Linked DNA regions of Mus musculus: region 2 is linked to region 1. A link is a contact called in public HiChIP or PLAC-seq data. All regions are on one chromosome and are shown on one strand. The core of a region is the stretch at or near the end of the contact, and the rest is flanking DNA. Distances in the headings are between cores, read along the strand shown. Region 1 has its middle 21 kb from the start of Asphd2. Region 2 overlaps Myo18b (myosin XVIIIb).

Region 1 (6,761 bases), core at 3,659-6,158:
AGTGGAGCAGGTGTGGTGACTGACACCTGTGTTGTTCCCGTGATTGTCGAGCTGGCTAGGTGGGGCGACTTCATAACTGGCTGGCATTGCCTGGCTCGGAAAATTTATTTCTGGTGGGACATATTCTTAGCAGCCCCAGGTATTGGTTCTCAGCAAATTTCAGGCAGGACTGATTGCTCTAGGAGTTTGTGGGTTTCGCATATTTGCATGTGTGGGGGAGGACAATGCCCGTCTTTTCTCAGCTCTGGAATTCTGCGGGGGAACCTCCTGGTCAATCCACAGCCATGTGATCTCCCTTTAAATGTCCAAGAATGTGGGGGCCATGACTGCTGCAGCCGCACAGGACGATCTCTGCCTCTATCTAATTCCCAGAGGCCATTGGGAAGACCACATCTCGGCATTCCTCCCTCAGAGCTCCCCCACCCAATCCCTGCCACTTTTTTTCCTTAGTAAAACTACATTTGCTCTTCTTGCCCTGATTCTTCTTGGGTGAGAGACAAGGGCAGGCTAAGTCATCGGCTTGAGGTGTTTCTGGGGGCTGTTGATTACCCCCAGGTAAACCTACTGAGAGAGCTAAGACTCCATCACCCTCAAAGAACCCACATCAGCTACAGAGACAGGGCACGGCGGCACTCCCTACTTCTTTCTAGTTACATGAGAGTGAGCAAAAGGCACGGTGAGGGAAGGGCAGACATCAAAGGGCACGCAGCAGTGTATCACAGATATGGCAGGAAAAGATGTCGGATCTGGGCACTAAGAAAGGGTACTTCCTGCCTTCCGGACTGGTCCTGCATTGAAAACTCATTGCAGTCACCACATGGCTTTTTTTTTTTTCATACTTACTACACAGTTCAGGTTGGCCCAGACTTGCGATCCCCCAGCCTCAGCTTCCCAGGAGCTGGTATTGCAGGCTTGTACCACCCAACTTGGCCAGAATGTGACATTTAGAATGCCTATCTATTTCACACATAATAAAGCATAGGAAAAAACACCTGGACTCACACACAGGGCTGACGGCCCTGTTGGAGTAGGTGTGGCCTTGTTGAAGAAGGCGTGGTCTTGTTGGAGTGGGTGTGGCCTTGTTGGAGTAGGTGTGTCACTGTGGGCGTGGGCTTTAAGACTTTCATCCTAGCTGCCTGGAAATCAGTCTTCTAGCAGCCTTCAGATGAAGATGTAGAACTCTCAGCTCCTCCTGCACAGTGCCTGCCTGGATGCTGTCATGTTCCTGCCTTGATGATAATGGACTGAACTTCTGAACCTGTACACCAGCCCCAATTAAATGTCATCCTTATAAGAGTTGCCTTGGTCATGGTATCTGTTCACAGCAGTAAAACCTTAACTGAGACAATAGGCTTGATCCTCTTAAGAGGTGTTCATATGCACCAGAAAGGTGTCCATAGGTTGCAGAGCAGTGAGTGGATCTCAAGAAGGCCATAGGGCCTGCTGCAGGACTAGTGAGTCAGCTGGCTCAGTGAGCAAAGATGCCTGCTGCCAAGTCCTAGGACTGGAGTTCAGTTCTGGAACCTGTCAAGTGTGAGGCAAGAACAAACTGTTGCAAATTGTCCTATGACCTTCTCTCTCTCTCTCTCTCTCTCTCTCTCTCTCTCACACACACACACACACATAGAGACACAGACATGGATACACAGACACACACACACATAGACACAGATACACAGAGATACACACAGACAAACAGACATAGACACACATACAGCTACAGACACAGACACACAGAGATATACATACAGATAGACACACTGACACACACACAGACACACACCCTGACATACACAAACACACACACACACTGACTAAATAAATGTGTAACTATAATTACAAACCCACCCCTAACGTCACAGCCAGCTAAAGTTGAAGTTCATATTAAACTTTGTTATTAAAAAGTTGTAAATACAGGAGGACGGGAAGGCAGCGACCAGAATGTAAGGCGAACAAATAAATAAATTAATGGAAAAAAGTTGCAAATAAAAGCAACCACACACTGATATTAACTAGATGTAAAGACCATGCAATTCCATAAAGCCCTATCCTGTTAGAATTTGCATTTGGGGCAGACACTGGAGATTTTATGCTCTCACTATAGAACGAGAATATAGAACAACTATAGAAAAAGTCACCACAAAAATGAAAAACTCACAATGCATATAGAACTAGAAAAACAATCATCCCCGCATCTCCTCTCATGAGTCTTGTTCGTTGCCTGTGTTCAGCCTGTTCTCCCCTTCCCCCTCCCCAAATATTCAGCCTTTCTTTCTTTGGGGGAAGGGGGGTTTCAAGACAGTGTTTCTCCATGTAGTCCTGGCTGGCCTGGAACTCACTCTACCTGTTATTGAGCAGGCTGGCCTCAAACTCAGAGATCTGCCTGCCTCTGCCTCCCAAGTGCTGGGGTCCCAGGTGTGTGCCACCACCACTGTCCAGCTGTGTTTTGTCTTCATGGTATACTGTACCTACGTGTACATTGGTTTGCATAGATACATATGTTATTTCTAGATTCCACAGGTGAGTGGTTTATCTCTTTCTGCTATTATGTGACCTCACTTAACAATAAATATTCTAAGCCAAACCATTTTTTTTCCTGCAGATTTTGAGATTTCATTTTTTTAGAGCTGACTACTATTCCAGTCTGTGCCTATACACCAAAATTTCATTATCCATCCACTTGGTGACAACTTGGTTGATTCTACTTCTTTGTTTTAGTGAGCAGCAATAAATATGGCATTCAAATATCTCTGCGAAGGGTATAGAGTTCTCTGGGTATACATACACCCAGGAGTGGTAGCTGGGTCATGTCATAATTCTATTTTTATTTTTTTATTAACCCCGAGTGAATTCCAAAATGTCTTTATTAATTCACATTCCCACCCACAGTGAATAGGGTTCCTTTCTCTCTGATTCCTTTCTGACATTCGTTATAGTTTTTTTTTTTTTTTTTTTTTTTTTTTTTTTGGTGATAGACATGCCAGTGAGCTGAGGCATGTGGTCTCACAATGGTTTTAATTTCCAATAGTAACATTGTTTTCAGTATTAGTAGGATTCAAATTCCGTTTTCCCCCATTCGCTCAGGTTGAGACATGATGCATATCGCTGACTACACAGTATCCAGGGACTTCAGAACCATGGCTGGGCAGCGCAGAGTTAAAGGCACACATGCCTTTTGATTTATGTGCTTTTTGCTTATTAAAAAAAAAAAAACACTGTGTATCTTGTGGTTTTTGGTTGTTTTCTTTTGCGGGGGGGGGGGGTGTTCAGACAGGCTGATGAGAGGGGCAGCGCCCTGGGTCTGAGAGTTGCCCAAGTTTGGGAAGAGCAGAGCCTGGAAGAAATCTTAGGGACTACGTGACTAGGGCAGAAGCAGACAGAGGATTTGAAAGGGGTTTCCCTGTAGTGGGCCTGGCGCTTTGCTTCCCACTCATCCCCCTTGCAAAATCTCAGTAGAAGTCAGATTTTCCCATGGACTGAGTATAGTCACTCCCTCTAGACTGAGCTACACCCCTCCCCTTTTTTTGAGACAGGTCTAGAAGTTAAGTGCTTTAAACATCTTTGTAGTACTAGAAGTGAGTCTCTGAGTAAAACATTTCAGGAGCCAGGAGATCATGGTAATCATGCAAATCTTTATCTATCATCTGTATCTGTGCCTGTAGCTGTATCTTTATTTCTGTCTTTGTCTGTCTCTCTCTGTCTTTCTGTGTCTCTGTCTCTCTCTGCTGTCCTCTCTCTCTCCCTCTCTCTCTCCCTCCCTCTCTCTCTCTATATATATATGTGTGTGTGTGTGTGTGTGTGTGTGTGTGTGTATTTTTTTTTCATTCATTCATTCTATAATCTGGGCATGCTTCATGAGCAAGGGAGAGATAGCAATGACCTTGGTTTCTCTTTCTCTGCCAAGAGTGAAAGGCAGCCTGCATTTCTCCAGACAGAATTCTGCTCATTGGATAGAGCCCATTTCATCAGATGTCATTATCCAGAGAAAACAGCCAGCTCCCTGCAGGAAAAGTGTAGAGATGAATGATGTATAAGTAAGGGTTTTCTAGGGGAACAGAACTGTTGGAATACACACATGCGTACATACACATACACACTTGCACACACACCTTCATATATGCACACATACATGCATACATGCACACACACACACTCACACACATACACCCATGCACACACACTCACACACATACACACATGCACACACACGTGAACACACACACTCACACATCCTCAAAAACTTGCACACACATACATACAGGCACAAACATGCATACACACACACACACACACACACACACACACACTTGCACATACTCATGCACATGCTTTTCCTCAGATGATCTAGATTTAGGGTGGGTCTTTCCACTTCAAATCATCCAATCATTGAAACCCCTCCCCCGTGTGCCCTCCCAGGTGTAGCCTCCCAGGTGTGCTCTCCCAGGTGTTCCACACAGGTGTGCTCTCCCAGGTGTGCCATCACAGGTGTGCCCTCCCAGGTGCTTGGATTGTTGTTAATTCTAGGTCACATGTGACCTATTTTCAAGTATGGAGTGGTGGGGAGGAGCATTCCCCCCCTCTCTCTTGCTCGCTCTTGAGCCCATGCTGCCTTTTTTTTTTCACCTCCCACATTCAGAGGTTCGTTTTCTCCCCTCTTCTGGGTCACACATAGCCCAGGCTGGCTTCAGCAATCACACATTCACATCAAGTACAACCATTACCCTCTGTGCTCTATGGCTACAATTCTGCACAAGGAGGCCTGTGAGAGGTGGTCCCATGGCAGGTTATCCTTGAGTATCCAGAGCGGCAGGACAATGAGCCTGGGCTGAACCTTAGCCTGGCCACTCCCTTCCTGCTGGGCCATCCTCTCCTTAGGCTCGCCTGCAGAATCCTCTGCACACCAAAGCTCCTCTGGCCTCAGCTGGTGGGAGAGCCTGCAGTTGATAGCACAGGCTGCTGTTGCTAAGCTACACCCATGGCTTGGCCTGGCCTCACATGCATGACAGCTCTCGACAAGCCATGAAATGAGATTTGCTGACATGCCTGCTTGCACTTGTCTGTGTAGGGACAGTCTGTGACTCCTGGTTTGAATGTTTAAATGGTGAGGCTACGTAGGTTCTCCGTTCTCCTTCCCACTGGGACCTTTGGCTCTGGGGCAAAATGTTTCTTCCTTCCCAGGCTTATAGATCTCTTTGCAGGGATGCTACAGTGGCTTAGTTTGAGCCCCATGTGCAGAGGCTCACCTGTCACTCCAGCACTTAGGATACTGAGGCAGGAGGATTGCTGTGAGTTTTATACTTGTGTGGGCTACTCAAAAGATACTTAGCACTTTGAGGCAGAAACAAGAGGACCCCTCGGGCTTGGTGAACTCCAGACCAGTGAGAGACCTGTCTCAAAAGAGTGAACTGATGCTCTGAGGATATTTGGTGTTACCTTCTATGGTGGTTTGAATGGGTTTGGGCCCCGTAGTCTCATGTGTTTGAATGCTTGCCTCAGGGAGTGACACTCTTAGGAGGTGTGGCCTTGTTAGAGTAGCTGTGGCCTTGTTGGAGGAAGTGTGTCACTGTAGGGGTGGGCTTTGAGGTCTCCTATGCTCAAGCTCCACCCAGTGTGGAATTGGAGCTTCCTTCCCAGCTGCCTTCAGATCAAGAAGTAGAACTCTCACCTCCTCCAACGCCATGTCTGCCTGGATGTTGCCATGCCTCCCACCACGATGATAATGGACTGAACCTCTGAACCTGTAAGCCAGCCCCAGTTAAATTTTTTACGTAGAGGAGTTGTCTTGGTCATTGGTATCTCTCGACAGCAGTAAAACCCTAACTAAGGAACCTCTGGCCTCAAGGTGTTCACAGAAACATGCATACAGATACATGTTTCAGAGAAATGTGAGAGACTTTGGATGAAAATTTATAGGGGAAAAAAACCTGAAAGGCTGGTAGAAATTTTGAAAATGGCATTTCTACACTCTCGTGCTCAGGATCCCCTAGGGCAGCCCTCTAGCTGCAGAATCTGCATGCTACCGCCTCCATTGGATCTTTTGCTGTTTGGGTGGAGGAATGCAGTGTCTTCTGAGACCCAGGCTTCCTCTCCTGCCCATTGAATTCTTATTTCTGTCATCCTGATGTTGCTTCCACGTGGGGACTGCGGTTCTCCAAGGTAATCTGACTGGGATTAAGGTAGAGAGGAAGGGAGTTGGGACTGAAGTAGTCTCCAGTGTGCCTTCCCTTCAGGAGATCTGCTACTCTCCAGACTGCTGTCTGCCCCACCACTCCAAGCTAAAGCTAGAGACTGCTGACCAGCAGGTGTTCGGGAAGCAAGCCCAGTGTGAGGCAGATTGGGAAAATGTAACAATATTGTTGTGAACGAAATCAAGCACCATGAGCAGCCTGGGGCTGTGCTACTATGGCTCATGGCTGAGACTCTGTCTCAACAAAGAAACAACAAAGACACACAAATTGCTGATGTAGCTACAAATACATTTCTCTATTCATGTTTACTGAGAGGGTCTATTAGATTAAGATATATAAATTGAAAACTTTGGAATTGAAATCTTTGGAGGCTATTTTTCTTTTTGCGACACAGTCTTACCGTGTAGCCCAAGACAGACTTGAATTATAGTCCTGCCTCTGTCTCCTGATTACAGGAGCATGTCCCTTCCTGCCTCTTCCTCCCCCTTCCCTCCTCTTTCTTCTTAGTCCTCCTCCTCCTCCTCCTTCTTCTTCCTCCTCCTTAGAAATGATGGCATCTTCTTTTGAAAAACA
Region 2 (6,920 bases), core at 214-2,713, 430 kb after region 1:
TACAGGCCAGAGGCCATCCCCTCTACACACTCCACACCTGTCATCTTCAGCCCTGGCATGGGGAGACAGAAAGGGATTAGTAAATGGAGGTCATGACCTCTCCTGAGGCCAAGGGCATCGATACCAAGTAGCCAGGGTCACCAGAGTAAAGAGACACTCACTCTGCGCTCAAATAATGTGCCCATAGTTTAAGGTCAAGGTACAAACATCCATGTTCCATATTATTTTAATCTATGTCTCCATTAAGAGGCTGGGTGTGCCCTGAAGTAAGGAACCATCTGAGTATGGGGCACAGCATGGAAGCGAGTTCATTTGTCTTTTTTCTCTACAAGCAGGCACAGGTTCATCCTTAGACTCCATCGCTTCACTCCTAAGATTTTACTCAGATGAGAGATTCTGAGAAACAGAGCAGCCTGGCTTCACAATGTCCTCTGATTGTTTAAATTGGCCAGAATCACTTTGTTGTGATAACTCGGCCATCCAGGCAGAGCGAATGGCCAGAAACCGGGACTCCATCCATGCAGAGGCTCAAGTCAGGCACAGAACAGTAGCAGACAGCAGCAGAGGGCTCCTCCCCAGTGCTAGAGGACTGGAAAGCCTAGCAGGCCTCAGATGTGACTGAGCACAGGGTCACAAACACGTTTCACTAAAGCAGCTGGTCTTGATGAGGCTGTGCAGCAGAGAGCAGCCAATCACAGCTCTTGACCTCCCATCCAGTTCCCTTCACAGAATTAGAATCCATTGCCCCTCAAGACAAATACTTCTGCTTGCACATTCTTGACAGCCTGCCCACTGCTGCTCTCAAGCCTTCCCTATCCCTCCTTTATCTCCATCCCCACCCTGGGCTGTTGCTAGGCAACCCACGGCCTCAGAGTATTGATCTGAGGCACACAAGTCCCCTGTCTGCTTAATGTCTGTCTCTGAGACCTTTGCTGGACAGACCAACTCAGACTCAAGAAGTGTTGCTTGTCTGTCTGTCTTGAGTGTGTACTTTGCACCTGTCTTTTCCACTCGTGCTATAGGCAAGCATCTGTGTGTGTGTGTGCATACACAAACATGCAGTTCATGTGTGTGGTATGCTACAAATGAGAGGAGACAGCAGAGCACAGTATCCATGTATGCATTTATGTGCATGCCCATGTATTTATGTACACACCTGTGTATGTATTTATGTGCATGCCCATGCATATATTTATGTACACATCCATGTATATATTCATGTGCATGCCTGTGTATTTATGTGCATGCCCATGTATATATTTATATACATATCCATATATGTATTTATGCACACATGTATGTTTGTATTCATGAAACAGAAGAGGCATCCATCTTAGCGGACGGTAGACTGCTCCAGGGACCCCCCAGGGTCAAGAAGTTTGTACCCTAGAGCTAGGTCAAACAGACCCCTATTATCATCACAATCCCTGGTGTCTGACAAAGGACTGCTTACAGAGAGTTTGCAGGCTTCCCTGGGTCCTAGGGCTCTGATTGCCTCCATATTCTGCAGGCACAGCCTCAGGGCCCAGCAGACTCGCTCTGGTGAGTACAGACCTCTCACCAGCTGCTTATGCCCAATCCAAGATGCCCCTTGGGATTTCTGTGTCACCTCAGTGTCTACCCTAGACCCAGCATTTGCCACCCCATCCCACTCCCACTGCCATGTTTCTGGTCCAGTGTGTCGCCTCTCATCTAGTGGCTGTGTATGTCTGTGTGATGGGGTAGTGTTACATGTTCATGTAAGTGTGTGCCTGCATATACAAATATGTGAGAGTATTGCGTGCATGTGTCTGTATGTGTTGGAGGTTACATGTTTATATAGGTGTGTACATACATGCACACATACAGGTATGTGTGCACAAGAGTGTGTGTGTGTACATGTGTGCATACATGTGTGTGTATGTTTTTGTGTATGTGCATGTGTGTACATGTGTATGTGCATGTTTGTGTGTATGTGAATATTTATGTATGAGTGTGTGCATGTGTGTATGTGCATGTGTGTGAGTGCAAATAGATGTGTGTATGTGTGTGTTTGTGAGTGAGTATGTATACATGTGTGTATAAACATGTTTATGTGCATGTGTGTGAGTACATGTAGATGCATGTATGCATGTGTATATTTGTACACTTATGTGTTTGCATGTTTGTGTGTATGAGCATGTGTGTGCATGTGTGTATTGCATGTTTGTGTGTATACATGTATATGTGCACATTTGTTTGTATGTGCATATGTGTGTATATGTATGTACATGTGTATATGTGCATGTTTGTGTGTATATGCATATTTGTATGTGTGTGTGTATTTGCATGCCAGAGGGTGACACTGGCACCTCACTCCATCACTTTGTGCCTCACTTTTTGACACAGGCCTCTCCCTGAGCCCAGAACTCACACCGTGGCTCCCAGGTGAGCCCCTGCCTCCTCAGTGCTGGCCGCACTGCTCTGCCCATTTTTCAGGAGGGTTCTAAGGATTCGAACTCAGGTTCCCATGCTTGCATGGCAGGAGCTCTCCCCACTGAGTCATGCCCCAGCCCTTGCCTGTGATCTCTACAGGTTCTCAGCTTCTCCTCCTAGTCGCTGCTCAGCTTTTGACACTCCCAGTGAGCTAAGCAAGCCACACCCAGCCCCTTTAAGCCACTCTTCAGCTTCTCTGTGTGCCCTCCATCTTCTCCCCACCTCCCTCTCAGTCCTCAGCACACCAGCCTTGCTCTCATCCCTCACACAGGTAGGTCTGCCTCCCCTGCCTGTCAAAATCTCACAAACACAAAGCCCTGGGTGCTGCCTGAGTGCCCCATCTCCCCGCGTGGAGGATCCTCCCAGGGCTCAGTGGCCTCCTTGGTTCCTGACCAGAGTGAACCATTTGACCATAAACACCAGACAGGGCGGAATGATTTCCTGCACATGTGCACAGAACACTCAAAGGGAGTCTTGCTGAACATAAGAAAACATGGGAAAGCATGAGGTGCAGCTACTAGTGCAGCCACTGCAAGATCCAGCCCCCCATAATGTAGCCTTGAGGACTCGATACCTGAGCAGGCCTCATTGTCCTGTAGGCCCTGGCGCTGCGGCCCTGACGTCATCTGCTCGATAATCTGCCGTAGGTGGTGCTTGAAGGTGGCGGTGTTCAGTTCCTCATAGTCACAGCCCAGGGCTTCAGCAGCGTGGTTGGCCCACTCAAACCGCATGAACTGCTTCCGGCCCACTGCACAGAGGATGGGGAAGAGATGAGGGGTGAGATGCCAGACACAGGGTAGCTGCATGCCCGAGATCACCTCAGGGAGTCTCCCCTCTTCACACCCATTTTGCTTTTTTTTTTTTAAAGCCATTAAAGATAACATAGAGAAACACATTAAATGGAGATAGGGTAGACTTGGGATATATCCACCTATGTATGTATTTATGTGCACCCCCATGCATTTACTTATGTGCATGTCCATGTATACATTTATATGCAAACCATGTATTTACTTATGTGCATGCCCATGTATGTATTTATGTACACACCATGTGTCTGTTTATGTGCATGTCCATGTATTTATTTATATGTATGTCCATGTTTACTTATGTGCATGCCCATGTATATATTTATGTACACACCTGTGTGTTTATGTGCATGTCCATGTATGTATTTATGTGCATACCCATGTATATATTTATGTGCACATCCATGTATGTATCTATGTGCATACCCATGTATTTATTTATGTGCATGCCCATTACCTTTCGACCCCTTCCTGCCCATTCACCCACACAGCCACTTCCCCAATTACCCAGCCACATATCCAACCAGCCACCCGTATGCTCAGCCCATGTTTACTGAGAACCTTTGACGTGAGAGCAAGTCACACACGTCAAATGATGACCCTCTTGCAGCTTACAGTCCAGGCAAGGGGTTGAGAAAGAAGCAAGCAGACAGACAGTCGGTGAGATAATCTCAGGTGGTGCACGCTGCAGGGAGAGACTAGTGTGGGCACAGAGAGATGGTGGTTGTGTTAGCATGTGCTGCTCAGAGGGACCCTGGGAGGATATGACAGTGGGCTCAGCTGTGACCAGGAAGGAACCTAGAGACTAGGAGTTGGTAGAGAGGCCCTGGGACAGAAATGAGGAGCACAGCAGGGAGGAGGGCAGCCAAGTGGAGGCCACTTAAAACCACCTGACCTCGTGGAGCTCGGAGCATGCTTACAAGCAAAAGCTTAAGTAAAAGTGACAAGGAACCGTCCCACAAGAGGATGTGAAGTCATTTCTAAAATGCTGTCACAGTGAGAGAGCAGGGAGGGGATGGTGATAAGGCTCAGCAGGTGAGGGGCTTGCCACCAAGTCTGAAAGACCAGAGTTCAATCCCCAGGACCCTCAAGGCAGAATTCTGGGACTAAGTCCTGCAGGTTGTCTGTGCATGCTACGCAAAGAAATAGATGTTTTCAAATTATTTTAAATTACATGACAAACAGGAACATAGTCAGCCGGGGATCACGACAGGGCGAGGAGCTGACATTTTCCAAATTCCCTACAGTAGCTGTGGGCTGATGTTGTGACCCAAATACAAATAACTGACTAATTAAAACAAATCACAATGCGCTCCTTTCAAGAGTTCTGTCTCCTTGCAAATGTGTTTCTTTCTCTGAAACAGAGTCTCAGCTACCCCACAGGCTGGCAGGGCCCAGTGGGCCAAGTAGACAACTGAACAATCGAACAGTCGGTCTCGGGGAGAAATGGGAACCCTGGGGGAGATTCTGCCCATGACTAACCAGCCTGAACTTCGTCTCCCCCCGCACCCCCCCCCCATCACCACCTTCACCTCTGGGGTGCCAGAGCAGTGAACGTGGGTGGTCGCTGTCGCTTAGAGGTGACAAAAGGGACTCAGAGGATCGCCGGACAACACAGAGCCACCGAGTGGAAGAACCCGCAACCTCTGAAGCCCACCCCATCCTTCAGATGTCACCTAGCACATCCTTAGGACCCGGGTACACGGTTCCTGACGTGAACCGAGCCGTCTATTTCTCTCAGACAAACATGTGTAAAGGGAGACGTTAGTGCTCCATCTCCAATGAGAATCATTGTCGCCTGTCACAAGAGAGAAGTAGAAACACATACGCGACACGGGCGCCAGCAGGCCATTAGATTCTAATTAGATCCGTTACCTCCGCGATGCTGAAGCCAGCTCTCTCTTTCTTAAAAAGGGAGCTGAGCAGGCACTGGAGAGGAGCCGGATGGTCCATTTACCCCTGGATGAGACCAGACCTAGGGTGGGGGTGGGGGTGGGGGCGGGAGTGGGGAGGGGGCAGGAGGGTCCTGGGAACTCTCTAACAAGAGCCGGCTTCCCCACTGCTGTCTTCCGCGCCCCCTCCCCCACCCCACCCCACCCCACACCACTGTGCACATCTGCCCTGGAGTCTCTGCCCCCTACCCCACCCCACCCCCATCCCCTGCAGTGACCTGCAGAGTCTGGTGAAGCTGAGGAGAAGGAGGTTGGCGGTGAGGTTTCTGGGAGGAGTTACGGGAGGCCTGCTGGGGGCGTGGCCAGTAGCCCAGGTGTTGAACCCAGACTCGACTCCTTTGCCTTGGTTCAGACAGGAGCAGCTGCTCCGGGCACCCCAGGAAAGCCAAGGGCTCAGAAGAGCCACCCGAGGGGGAGAAAGAAGGCCCTGGCTAAGATCACAGCTTCAGATTACAATTTCCACCACTGCCATTCGCGGATGACCACAACTCAAGCACAATTATGACCTTTGGCATGTCGTGAGAGTTCCAAAGATCCCTTTAGGCTCAAAGACTGGGTGGAGAAGGCAGGCATGCCCAGTACACTGTCGCCGCTGTGTCTCCACCTATAAACTCCAGGGGGCGCTCTTGGCCAGGCCCTGGCCGTGCAGGGGCCCAGCTACAGGTCTGTCAGCTGCTTCAGGAAATGGCTGTAAGGTCTTATACCAGGAAAATGCTAGCTTTGGAAACCAGCGTCCCCTCTAGGGGTTCAGTTGACTAAAGCTACTTCTCTACTGAAATGGGGTCGTGGGTTATCCCAGCGTCTTCTACTAACCCCCTCTAAGGACTTTGTTGTGCTCCTCAGAAGGACCCACACCGAGGTTGGGGTAGGGGAACATGCCCCAGCATCTAGATAAACAGGGATGTACCTCCGTGTGGTCGTCAGTTAAAAGTAATGACAGCCATTGAGATTTGCGTGGGGCTTACGTGCCAGGGACACTTCTGGGATGCTCACAAACCCTCCAGGAGAGTGTGACCAAGACACACAGTCTATTTTCCTGCCCAGCATGCTACAGAAAGCAAACAGGGTCCTGGCCAGACCCTGTGCGGCAGCGACTCCGCTATTCTGTCTTCCATGGATGCGGAGGGTTCATTACTGTCACCAGACCCCTGATAAGTCACCCAGGGAGGAATGAGTCCAGGAGTGGATGAGCTGAATGGCTGACAGCCAGCTCTGGCCACTCTGTCCCCTGCCTCCCCACCAACACTTGAAAAAGAGAATGACATGGAAAAGAGAATGTACGAGAGTCGCTTTACCCAAAGAAACCAGCCATCTGGACCCTCAGCCCACCATCAGGACAGCAGGAGATCAAGCTGAAGATAAAACAGAAGGGAGCTGGACAGAGAGGGTCAGGAAGGGGTTGTCAAAGAGAGAGGTTGGACTAGTTCTGACAGGGACAGGGTGTGTCTCTCCCTGCCCCCAGCCTGCTGCAGAGGGTTGCCCACATTTGCTGGATGCTCTTCTCAGCACCAGCTAGAGTTCCCAAAGCTGTGCCTGGGGCATCTCCCTGAGTGCGGAGGTCATTCCCCACTGCACATTGGACTGGCAGCCATTTCTTTCGTTTCTGGTATAAAACAAAACCCCTCTGTAGCCAGGGGGCAGGCAGCCCCACTCCTGCTCCCCAGATCTCAGCAAGCCCTTCTGGCACTTCTAGGCTCATGTCTCA

Evidence for each region. HiChIP or PLAC-seq counts read pairs in DNA pulled down with a chosen protein or histone mark.
Region 2: an H3K4me3 HiChIP or PLAC-seq map of embryonic basal ganglia shows a contact between it and region 1, with 3 times the contacts expected there. The contact joins two enhancer-like sites. A contact is called at or near these places in 3 of 115 datasets of contacts at active chromatin or transcription factors (craniofacial prominence, embryonic basal ganglia and embryonic midbrain).

The regions. Positions count from the first base shown.
Region 1 is chr5:112,411,918-112,418,678 of GRCm38.p6, forward strand. No RefSeq gene overlaps it. Among named protein-coding and RNA genes, the nearest start is that of Asphd2, 21 kb to the left of the region's middle. Within about 2 kb of position 4,909, at least 11 of the 459 cell types and tissues checked have an H3K27ac peak or open chromatin away from gene starts, as enhancers often do.
Region 2 is chr5:112,843,243-112,850,162 of GRCm38.p6, forward strand. It overlaps Myo18b (myosin XVIIIb), which reads right to left. Exons shown (of 44, transcript NM_028901.2): 13 at 3,029-3,202; 14 at 1-52. Among named protein-coding and RNA genes, the nearest start is that of Myo18b, 50 kb to the right of the region's middle. Within about 2 kb of position 1,464, at least 13 of the 459 cell types and tissues checked have an H3K27ac peak or open chromatin away from gene starts, as enhancers often do.